Regions from separate parts of the Mus musculus genome. Here all the other regions are linked to region 2. A link is a contact called in public HiChIP or PLAC-seq and promoter capture Hi-C data. All regions are on one chromosome and are shown on one strand. The core of a region is the stretch at or near the end of the contact, and the rest is flanking DNA. Distances in the headings are between cores, read along the strand shown. Region 1 overlaps Nyap2 (neuronal tyrosine-phophorylated phosphoinositide 3-kinase adaptor 2). Region 2 holds the start of Mrpl44 (mitochondrial ribosomal protein L44). Region 3 overlaps Farsb (phenylalanyl-tRNA synthetase, beta subunit). Region 4 holds the start of Farsb (phenylalanyl-tRNA synthetase, beta subunit).

Region 1 (2,700 bases), core at 188-2,687, 1.5 Mb before region 2:
GAGAGTATTGTCTCTTTGTTCATCATATACTTCTATACCTTTCCTCTGGGGGGGGGGGAGACTTTCTGCTCTTTATGTCTCTCATGAGTTCTTTCAATAGAGAACACAAGAGTGGAAGTTGAGAGTGATATGACAGAGATAGAGTCACATTGCTAACCTCATTTCACCCTTGGGGATACTAGTCAAAGTTGGGACACTGTTTAGTTGAAGTCCTGTTGCAATTCATACTCCCCTATGCAAATTTCATTTAAGAATGATGAACACAAATATAACACCCAAGAAAATCTGCATGTTTAATAAGCCAATGAGCAAAAGAGAATGTGGAGAGCAGTTGAGAACCGAAGTATGAAGAAGGCAGCTTTGTGTACGGCATGGCTTTAATAAGACAATCTGGGCTTACACCTTAGCACCATGTGACTAGTGTCAGATTTGAATTACAGAGACACTCTGGCTTCAGCTTCCTCACTAATAGACATATTATGACTTCTTACTAGATATGATATTAAGAGCACAAAGTAGATATGATATGAACATGGTAATACAGAATCCTGAGAGCTGTGGCAGTTGCAGGAGGATCACGAGTGCTGCTTAAGATATCTGTTTTGTTTAGCAAGGTGGTTCAACCCGAGGGGTAACGTTTATGTGTCACACAGAATAGAAGGGAACGACTAACGCCCCTTAGTGTTTCTTCAGAAAAGCATGCACCACGGGACCATATTATTCAAATAAAGCAAAAGTTCTCAATGGTGGGTCTCAACTTCTTTGGGGGGTCGCAAATCAGGTATCCTGTGTATCAGATATTTACATTAAAATTTCTCACAGCAGGGAGACTATAGTTATTGAAGTAATAGCAGAATAATTTTATGGTTTGGGGTCACCACAACATGAGGAACTGTACTAAAGGGTTACAGCATTAGGAAAGTAGAGAGGCACTGGAATAAAGTGCAGAACAACTGTGAGCAAGTGTTGTGTACAAACATTTCTTCATATTCTACTGGTCACCTAAGTCGAAGGAAAGCTTACCCAGTAGCTAGAGAGAGCTTCTTCTTTTTCTTTCTTTTTTTTTTTTTTTTGAAACATTCTTAAGCTACTCATTTCAATGACATTAACAGAAGGAAAAAAATCAAGAAGTTATTCTTCCATTTATTGAATTAAGCTCCCCACCCCTGCACTTTAATTTAATTAAAGAAGGGCAATGCTTTTTTTGTTTTTTGTTTTTTGTTTTCTCTCAAGACTCAGGTTGAACAGAGATAATTAAATGAAGGGAAGAAGTCATACAGCCCAATGCAGTTACCTTCATCTATCCATAAAAATGTGCAGCACACAAGGGGCGTTGGATACAGTTGCTCATTTTCCTCACTCAGGAGGTGTGTTTACAAGTAAGACTTTAAAAGCAACCCTGCCTTTGAAGAGCTGGTTGTACTATACATTTCGGTTGCTAGGGGGAGCCATGTATCCACTTTATTTGTTAAAGTTCTCCAAGCAGTGTGGGGCAGGCTTGTTGAAGCCCCATTGGTTTCTGTTGTTAAAGGTGTATTCCACAGAGTGCATGCTGGTGTTTAAAGAAAACAATGTATTTGAATCAGTGATACATCTTAAAGCATATGCTGACCATTCTGACCATAGCATCTTCTTTCTCCTAACCACAAAAGTTGATAGCATCCTAGATAGCTGTAGAATTTCCATTGCATTCATTTGTCATTTAATCTAGATAGGACAATAAATAACAGTAGATGACAGGGGAGCTGAAATGACACTGGTAGTCAGTTTCCACTTACATTTTATCCAAACCACACATGATAAATACAGGACAAGAAAAAGTCACTACCCTAGCAAATTCTGAGTGTTTAATTTCTCACAGGATTACATAGGAATACTGGGGTGAACTAAGTCACCCATCTGCATCCAACTTCTTTGTTACATCAGTGGCCAGAAGTCTCCTCTCAAAATTTTCCAGCAATCCGAAAAATTTGAGTATTTGAGAGAGTAAAATGATGTATGGCAAGAAGAGAAAGAATAAATATTATCCCTAATCCTTTTCATATATAAAAATACATTTATATTTAGTACACAATAATATTATATCAGTTATAATAATATAATTGATATTTTAAATTTGAAATTATATATAATTTATATAATATACTTATATAATATAAATGTATATTATTTTTATATAATATGAATCATATATTTATAATCACACTGATTCTCAACAATACTATTAAACAAATAATACTTCCCATACTCTACAGATAAAAAAACAGGCTCCCTGGAAAAAAGAAGAGTGACGCATTTAAGCGTTTCAGTTCATAACTTCTAGCATCCCATAAGCAAGACACGCTGGACAGCTTGTGTCAGCCAGCTCACACTGGCATTCTCTCTTGCCACATGGGGGAGTAAGAGCACCTGTTTGATATAGAACAGAACAGAAAGGCTCCACCCATGTCCTTGTACATCCTACAGGCAAGAAGCAGAGATAACAATAAACAGCATGGGATCGTCACTGTGAAAACTTCACCTCAGATCCTCCCATAACATCTGTGCCTTTCACACACTAAAGAATATTCTTCAGCTACTTTATAATTTTTCCATTGCCTTAGTTTTGACTTCTGATGATAAGGGTATAAAGGACACATCCAGGTACAGAGAACTAGCAGCTAGCAGACACCCTCAGAGTCCTTTGACCTAAGTGCCACC
Region 2 (2,724 bases), core at 38-2,537:
TTCCAAGAATTAAATGCCTTTTCCTAGAGAAAATTAAATGTCTTTTCCTAGAGAAAAATAATGCCACAATAAAATCCTTTAAAGTTAAAAGAGAGAAGAAAAATAGATCTAAGTTTAAAATCATAAATCTAAATTTGTTTTCTATAGTTTTTTCCAATTTTAACTCATTAATCTTAAAATACCCACCTGTCTATTGGGCAAGGGAATGTAAATTAAGACATGATTCTGAGTCTTGCTTATTAAACCACAATAATTGTGCAATAGAAGGTGTATTCTCACTGGTGTTAGTGTAAAGGGGATTAATATTCTCCTGGAGGGCAATATTAAAATAGTAATCAAAGTCTCAGCTCAGGAATAACTAGCTAACTAGAGACAGTTCCTGCTTCTTTGGTGTTCTAACAATCTAACGGAAGTCAAATGCCAAAGAAACTGTAAGAATGAAGTTGATCTTCGTGTACTTTTGCCCACTAAGACAGAGTATACAGAAAGTGCATGATGCAGGATCGTATATAAGCATGATGCACTTTAGAAAAATCTGTGGGGTTTTTGTTGAGGTTGTTGTTGTTGTTGGCTGTTTTGATTTGTCCGACAACCCCCCCCCCCGCCCCCAGGCAAGAAGATTAATTAGATAAAAAACCTAAACTTTTATCCTCACTCCAGGCAGTGGACATGAAATTCTGTTACACACAGAATTAAATGTTTCTACCCTGGTACGCAATATGGTAGAATTGATGACCCTATTCCTCTTTAAAATACCCAATTGGCCTGAGATTAGGAAGTGACAAAATTGGGTCAATCCCAATCCCAAGCAGTTACCCTCTGGTCGACCCCATTTGCTTATATTCAGCTAGTGAGATTCTGCAGGGGACAGCCCAGCCCCTGTCGCCCAGTTCCTCTGCCCCATGCTGCCTGCAGGAACGTGCCCACCGCAGTTGCCTGCAGCCTGGTGTCCTCGCCGCCACCTTAGCCTCTCCACCCTCCCGAGACGCCTACCGTCGCACTGGCGGCGGCGGGCAGCGTAGCAGGCGCCATCGCTCCAGCTCTTTCTGGAAGCGGAAGGCGGCACGGAATCCCTTCTTCACTCCCCGAACCGGAGGAGCCAGCGTGGGGACGGCCGGAGCCAATAGGCGGCGAGGGCCCTGCTGCAGCAACCGGAATACAGCAGAAGCCATGGCAAGAACAAGGCAATAGGAGGCGGAAGGAAGACAGCCGGAGCGGTGTAGCCCGAACGCGGTTCCCCGGAAACTGGTGCAGCAGCAGAGAGAGGCCTGAACGCTGGAGGACACCGAAGAGGGAGCATGGCTAGTGTACTGCGCGTGCGCAAGTGCTTCTTTCTGCCCATTCTGTAAGTATGGGTGCAGAAATTGTTGAGAAACAGTTGCTTGACCCTATCAGTCTCGCTTGTGTTTATTTCTCATTAAAGCAGAACAAAAACTAGTTTTTAAAGTTCTAAATAAAACACTTAAATTTTCACAAGAAAAACATTTCTTGTTTACATTCAGTCTTAAAAGTTGCAGACCATCATTCCAGCCACTACTGAGGAAATGTTTTCAAAGTTTAAGGCTTCACCCAACCGTTTCCAAAAAGTCTCGCTTACAAAAGCACGTTCAGAAGTGTGTTTAACTTAACCAAAATTAAAGTTTGTATTTTAAAACAACTACTTTCCTCCCACCCTACCCCCCTCCCACAGGGGAAGACTCGGGACCAGGAGGGGTACATAAAAATATTAACAGTGAAATTACAAGTTTTTTTTTTAAAAATCTGTATCAACGTTTGAAGCTTTCCTAACAAAATATGAGTAAAAGACCTGAAGTCAGAAATGGAAGTGTCTCTGCTTCTTTTCCCATAGTTTTTATGGTGAACATCTTTTCCTTGAGAGGCACCTGTATGGTTCTTATACAAGGGAAACAATTCCCCTGCACTCACCCAGTTAGACTCCAGGGTCTTTGTGCCTGCTTTCACAAACAGCTTGTTCATTTTTTTTCTCTTTTTTTATTATTATTATGTATTTTCTTCAATTACATTTACAATGCTATCCCAAAAGTCCCCCCACTCCCTCCCCCCCCCCACTCCCCTACCCACCCATTCCCATTTTTTGGCCCTGGCGTTCCCCTGTACTGGGGCATATAACGTTTGCCTGACCAATGGGCCTCGCTTTCCAGTGATGGCCGACTAGGTCATCTTTTGATGCATATGCAGCTAGAGTCAAGAGCTCTGGGGTACTGGTTAGTTCATAATGTTGTTCCTCTGATAGGGTTGCAGATCTCTTTAGCTCCTTGGATACTTTCTCTAGCTCCTCCATTGGAGGCCCTGTGATCCATCCAATAGCTGACTGTGAGCATCCACTTCTGTGTTTGCTAGGCCCCGGCCTAGTCTCACAAGGGACAGCTATATCAGGGTCCTTTCAGTAAACGCTTGCTAGTGTATGCAATGGTGTCATCGTTTGGAGGCTAATTATGGGATGGATCCCTGGATATGGCAGTCTCTAGATGGTCCATCCTTTTGTCTCAGCTCCAAACTTTGTCTCTGTAACTCCTTCCATGGGTGATTGTTTCCAATTCTAAGAAGGCGCAAAGTGTCCACACTTTGGTCTTCGTTCTTCTTCAGTTTCATGTGTTTTACCAACTTCTTATGCTCGTTTTCTGCTTCTGTAACTCTGCCTATTTGCCTGTCAAATCCTCCATTTGGAAACCCCCTACTCTTGGACGACAAAAAAACCTTATC
Region 3 (2,700 bases), core at 179-2,678, 1.3 Mb after region 2:
TAAGTGATATAAACTTTTTAAATTCAGGGTCAGAGCCTAAGCCACACGCAGATGGTTTCTATGGTAGCAACACACACAGGACAGTACAACAGCCCTTAGGTGCGTTTAAGCTCTTGCTGTGTGATTTCTAGGCTTGTTTTGTTTTTTGAGACAGTCTTGTTTTATAGAGCAGGCTGTCCTTCTCAGCCTCCTGAGAGCTGGGTTCACAGGGCTGTGCCTACCAGGGCTGTGACAGAGAACAGTCTTGGCAGAGCTTTCCATCACAGTCCTGTAGTGCTGAATCCTGTGAGACAGCTCCTGTTTACACTTGCTCCTGTCACAGTCCAGTGAGAGGAACTGAACACGGAGTCAGAATTTTGTCAAGTGGAGCTTAGCTTTAAGGGCTCCAGGCTGTAGGAGAGCTGAGGGGACCTGCTGTCTCTATTCTTAACCTTACTTGAGATCGGCACCTTCAGACTAAACTCTTTATCCCCAGTGCTCCCTGAATGAGTTTGTACTACTTATTAGCACTAGAGTCAGCCATGTGTCCAAGGATCCCTGGTTCCTTTTAGTGAGAAATCAAATTTATATCATGGACTGTATGCTAAGGTTGACATTGTTGCTCCATGCAACTTTGTTTCTGGGCTTTTTTGCATACAAAGATTATCGAGATTCAGAAAACACTTGTTTGCTTTGTTTTTGTTTTTAGTGTTGATCTTTTCAAATCAAACAGGTTTTTGTTTGATTTTTATATTGTTTCCCTTTTAGTCCTGGGGTTTGAACCTAGGGCCTCCTGTATGTTAGCCAAATGCTTTACCACTAGGCTACATCTCCATCCCAACATGGATATTTTCAGTTCATAGTCAGAACCTGAGGATATTTACAAAGTTGGATAGTTCTCTTAGTTTACATTGAAACTCTTGGTTTTTTTTTTTAAACACATTTCCATTTTTGTTTGCTTTTACTCATCTGGCTGTGTGTGTCATCAGAGTTTCAAAATGAGAATTCCAATGTTGTTAACTGTATGACTGCTGAAAATAGTTTAAGCACTACATACAGCCATTTCTTTTATCTGTAGTATATAACCTACGGAGTGAGTACATATAGATAATAATATTCAGTCTTTGTTTCATCTTTCATTCCATTCCTTTGCTACCTTCTGGGGCTGTGAAATTTTTTGTTTGTTTGTTTGTTTGTCTGGTGTGTGTGTGTGTGTGTGTGTTGGTGTTGGGTTTTTTTGAGACAGGGTGTTTCTATATAACCACAACTGGCCTTGAACCCAAGGTCCCTCTGCCTTCACCTCTCAAGTGATGGAATTAACAGGTGTGCTCCACTGACCTCAGCTTTCTTTTCATTTGTCCTCTGTGGTTTGTTTTTAGATATAAGAGCACATAAATGCGTACACACCCTTCTGCCTTCTCAGCTGAGTGAGCAATGCTGTGTGCACTGTTGTGTAGCTGGCTTCCTGTTCCAGCAGCCTACACAGAGGCAGCATATTGGGGCTTTTTTTCTTTGGCCCAAATGAACTGTTCTCATGTACAGAATCCCAGTTCTCCGACAGTGAACTTTGGCTTATTTCCAGTCAGTACTACACTGTGTGTAGCCTTGTGCTCATGCTATTTGATGCTTCTATCAGGGTACTTTTGGAAGAGATTGCTAGAGGTATGGGGCTGTTGGGAAAGGGTAACTGGTGGATAACCTTCTGATTCTCACACTGCAGGTGCAGCCAATGAGACGATCTTGTGTGCACTGAATTGTAGGTTCTATGGATTGCTTTTCCTTTCTGTTCTCAGTTTCATAGATGGGAAGTGGCATCTCACTAACATTTAGCTCCATCTTTTTTATGAACAAATATGAACATATTTTCTCATTTGTGGTATATTTTAATTTCCTTTTCTCTGAGCCTCTTGTTAATTATTTCTTTAGATTTATTGGTCTTAGAACTTTTCCTGTTGTATGACTATTAACTTTTTGTGATAAATATTGTACCTTTTTTAGTTTGTTAACTCTTTGATTGTCTGACTTTTACTATGGAGGTTTTTAAGCATCATATAGTAAGTTACTCATTTCTTTCCTTCTGGAATCTGACTTTCTTAGTGGAGATGTTTTCACACTGAGATCAGAAAGGAGGTCTTTACTCCAACCATAGTAATGAAGACTGGTTCCATTTTTTCTTACAGAGTGCTTCATAGTATCTGCACTTACTGCTTTTGTATTTGTTACTATAACTTTTATTAAATTAACTTCCAAAACTTCCATTGCTGTGAACAGACACCAAGGCCAAGGCAGATTTTTTTTTAAAGGATTTATTTATTTTATGTATATGAGTACGCTGTAGCTGGTAACTGTCTTCAGACACACCAGCAAAGGGCATCCAAATCCTTTGCAGATGGTTGTGAGCCACCATGTGGTTGCTGGGAATTGAACTCAGGACCTCTGGAAGAGCAGTCAGTGCCCTTAACTGCTGAGCCACCTCTCCAGCTCCCACGCAGCTTTTATAAGGACATCATTTAATTGGGGGGCTGGCTTATAGGTTCAGAGGTTCAGTCCATTATCATCAAAACAGGAAGCATGGCAGCATCCAGGCAGGCATGATGCAAGAGGAGCTTAGAGTCCCACATCTTGTTCCGAAGGCAAACAGAAGACTGGCTTCTACTTGGCTAGGAGGAAGGTCTCAAAACCCACCCCACACAGTGACACAGTGACTTCCTCCAACAAGGC
Region 4 (2,700 bases), core at 130-2,629, 1.3 Mb after region 2:
CAATGTTTCTGCTATGCCTTACAGGTTAGGTGAGTCCCACAGTCCATGGCTGTTTTATCTTCCTGCTTTGATGTATTTGTTTTTTCATGGCTGCTGAAAGGAAGTACTACAAACTTTTGATTTCAAACAGAAACTTGAGTCTGGTGAGGTAACTTATATTCTTGTCTTTCAGGACACCTTAAAACTCTGAAAATTTCTGGCCATCCAGAGCTACAGGATGAGTTCCAGGACTGCTTCAGCTATAGAGTTGAGCCTTTATCTCAAATCATAAAGAATAATGAATGAGATGAAACAGAACTTTGTTATATTCAAGTTCTGGAGGCAAGAAACCCAAAAGCAATTTCACTGGCCCAAATCCAAGTGTTTTGGGGGCTGCTGAATAGGCTAGGAGAGATTTCCCTCCTTATCTCTTCCAGTTTCGAAGACTACTGACTTTATTTTTTTTAGTGACCTTACTGGAATCACTGCCTTCCGCTTATTGAGTCTACAGTCAATTGCATTTAGGGCCCATCCTAATAACCTAGGCTAAGTTCCATCTCAAAACCCTTAGCTTATTCCACATAGGCTCTGATACCACATAAAGTAGCATTTGCAGGCTACACGGGATTAAGTCCTGACATCTCAGTGGCCCATGATTTGACGTACTGTCCCTCAGAGTTATTCTAAGGAGCAAATCTGCTCGTGCACTTTTTAGGCTGAGTACAGCATCTGACAGAAAAGTCCTGCGGTCTCTAACAACGCCTACCCACAGGGCTGCTGCTGCGTTCGAACAAGGCTCGGGTATAAAATCTGTAGTTTCAAGAGGGTTAAAGGATTAAGTAAAAGCCCGGCAGTGGTGGCGCATGCCTTTAATCCCAGCACTAGGGAGGTACGGATCTCAAAAGTTCTCGGAGTTCAAAGCCAGCCTAGTCTATAGTGCGAGTTCCAGGACAGTCAAGGCGACAGAGAAACCTGTCTCAAAAAAGTAAAAAAATGTGGCCTGTTAACAGACCTTGCCATTAGTATTTGCATATTCTTCTTTGCAGGAAGTCTTGCATCCGTTTACCTTGCTTTTCAAATACCTCTGGGCGGACTTCTCTACCTGGAAGTCCTTCCCACCAATCTAGCGCTCCGCCTACCCAACTTGGCATCTTCCCTAGGGCTTTGGGAAGCATCCAGGCCTCTGAGGTCTGTTCTCACTCTTGCCTGTCAAAATAGAGATAATTCCACCCGATTACACCTATTTTCCAAACTTTTTGGTTATCGTCACAACAGAACTATGTTAAATAATCCAGAGAGAGGTGTTTTCCTATATTCGGCTGGAAAACGGATGTGCAAATGGTTGAATTTAGACAGGCATCACGTGAGACAGCCCAAGAGCGGAGCGTCGGGTCCTTCACTCTAGGGTCGCTGAGGCCCCGCATGTGGCGCAGGCGCAGTGTCCACGACTCGCCATGCCGACTGTCAGCGTAAAGCGAGACCTGCTCTTCCAAGCCCTGGGCCGGACCTACAGTGAGTGCCCGCCCCGTGGCTTGGGCTCGGTGCCTGGGGAAGTCTGCTCGCCCTGCAGAAGAACGTGCTGGCGGCGTTCATGCCGCTACGTGGGGTTTGGCCCGGCACGGCCAGAGTCCTCAGGGGCGCGCTGCTGGGCGAGGAGACTCGGCTGCGCTGAAGTAGCTTCTCGGAACCAGCTCCGCGGTGGCTCCGTTGCATCATCAGCGCGTGTCGGGCTCTCCGTGTCATTCATTTAGAGACCGAGCTCCAACTCCGTGCCCAGCACGGACTTTGGTGTCGGGACACAGACGAGGAAACGTACCCTGGGTTCCATCACAACTGTAGGCTGTGGAACCAGATTGACAGCGAAGGGGAGACGTTTAAGAAAGATGCGGGTCTCACTATGTAGCCCAGGCTGTTTTCGAACTGTCGGTCTTCTTGCCTCAGTTTCTGAGTGCTGGGATAACAAGCGTGTGCCACCAAGCCCGGCATTGGCTTTATTTTAGTGTTGACCAGGCTCCAGAAGTGTGTCAGGCAGTGTTTGGGAGTAGAGCTGTGCACATGACACATACATGAGAAAAATAACAAACCATGATGTTAGTAAAACGGTTTATTGGACATGCTAAATGTTTCTGGGAAAGGAAACCAGGTTTTGTGCAGGGGTAGCATTTGATAGTTAACATTGATTTGACCCCTAAATGGAATCACTTCTATGGGCTTAGCATTCATGACACACTTCCCTCTTTCTCAGTTCTAAAACTAAACCATTGTGGGGGGGGGGGGAAGGGAGGTAAATATTAGTCAAATTATCATTTCCAACACAGATGTAGTAAGTTGAAATGGTATCAGCCTCACCCTGTAGTTATCAGCTTCTATAAAGGTCAGAGCGAGTGTTTTATGAGAGCCTCCTTGTTTTTGAGTATTAGAGGCCAAAATTAGAGGACAAAATGGAGCAGGTTCATAACACCACAGTACTGATGTCGTACAAGTAAACTTTTAAGATTTTTTTTTCCTAAGGATGGACTTTAGATATTACTCACCCCCTGTGTTTGTCGGATTTTGTCGTTGTTCTTTTGGAGACAGAACCTTATTCTGAAGTCCAGGCTGACTCTAAACTTGTGGCAATCCTCCTGACTCAGTCTCCCAAGTGATACAATTATAGTTGTGACCAAGGCCTTAGAAACAGGAAATCGCTTTGCTTTTGGAATGTGGTTTTAATTTCCTAAC

What was found. Promoter capture Hi-C pulls out the DNA fragments that hold promoters and counts their contacts. HiChIP or PLAC-seq counts read pairs in DNA pulled down with a chosen protein or histone mark.
Region 1: a promoter capture Hi-C map of second pharyngeal arch cranial neural crest shows a contact between it and region 2. The contact joins the enhancer-like site here to the promoter of Mrpl44 in region 2. A contact is called at or near these places in 5 of 39 promoter capture datasets (the 3T3-L1 cell line, cranial neural crest, hippocampal neurons and 1 more), 6 of 484 Hi-C or Micro-C datasets (the N1E-115 cell line, cerebellum, cortical neurons and 2 more) and 2 of 115 datasets of contacts at active chromatin or transcription factors (astrocytes and embryonic forebrain).
Region 3: an H3K27ac HiChIP or PLAC-seq map of large pre-B cells shows a contact between it and region 2, with 4 times the contacts expected there. The contact joins the enhancer-like site here to the promoter of Mrpl44 in region 2. A contact is called at or near these places in 4 of 39 promoter capture datasets (the C10 cell line, liver and pre-B cells), 2 of 484 Hi-C or Micro-C datasets (B cells and CD4 T cells) and 3 of 115 datasets of contacts at active chromatin or transcription factors (the NIH/3T3 cell line, large pre-B cells and stem cell-derived neural progenitor cells).
Region 4: a contact with region 2 is called in a promoter capture Hi-C map of pre-B cells. The contact joins the promoter of Farsb here to the promoter of Mrpl44 in region 2. A contact is called at or near these places in 6 of 39 promoter capture datasets (the C10 cell line, the HPC-7 cell line, the SN4741 cell line and 3 more), 4 of 484 Hi-C or Micro-C datasets (CD4 T cells, CD8 T cells, bone marrow-derived macrophages and 1 more), 7 of 115 datasets of contacts at active chromatin or transcription factors (the NIH/3T3 cell line, Th17 cells, astrocytes and 4 more) and 2 of 9 other capture datasets (adipose tissue and liver).

The regions. Positions count from the first base shown.
Region 1 is chr1:81,300,633-81,303,332 of GRCm38.p6, reverse strand. The region is part of intron 6 of Nyap2 (neuronal tyrosine-phophorylated phosphoinositide 3-kinase adaptor 2); the gene reads right to left. Among named protein-coding and RNA genes, the nearest start is that of Nyap2, 220 kb to the right of the region's middle. Within about 2 kb of position 1,437, at least 19 of the 459 cell types and tissues checked have an H3K27ac peak or open chromatin away from gene starts, as enhancers often do. A contact at or near this core is called in the N1E-115 cell line and second pharyngeal arch cranial neural crest, where this site is marked.
Region 2 is chr1:79,774,581-79,777,304 of GRCm38.p6, reverse strand. Mrpl44 (mitochondrial ribosomal protein L44) reads right to left here and starts at 1,287. Exons shown (of 4, transcript NM_001081210.1): 1 at 994-1,287. The coding sequence starts at 1,172. It also overlaps a transcript of Wdfy1 not described here.
Region 3 is chr1:78,434,894-78,437,593 of GRCm38.p6, reverse strand. All of the region lies in intron 16 of Farsb (phenylalanyl-tRNA synthetase, beta subunit), which reads left to right. Among named protein-coding and RNA genes, the nearest start is that of Farsb, 53 kb to the left of the region's middle. Within about 2 kb of position 1,428, at least 63 of the 459 cell types and tissues checked have an H3K27ac peak or open chromatin away from gene starts, as enhancers often do. A contact at or near this core is called in the NIH/3T3 cell line, where this site is marked.
Region 4 is chr1:78,487,576-78,490,275 of GRCm38.p6, reverse strand. Farsb (phenylalanyl-tRNA synthetase, beta subunit) reads left to right here and starts at 1,379. Exons shown (of 17, transcript NM_011811.4): 1 at 1,379-1,491. The coding sequence starts at 1,434.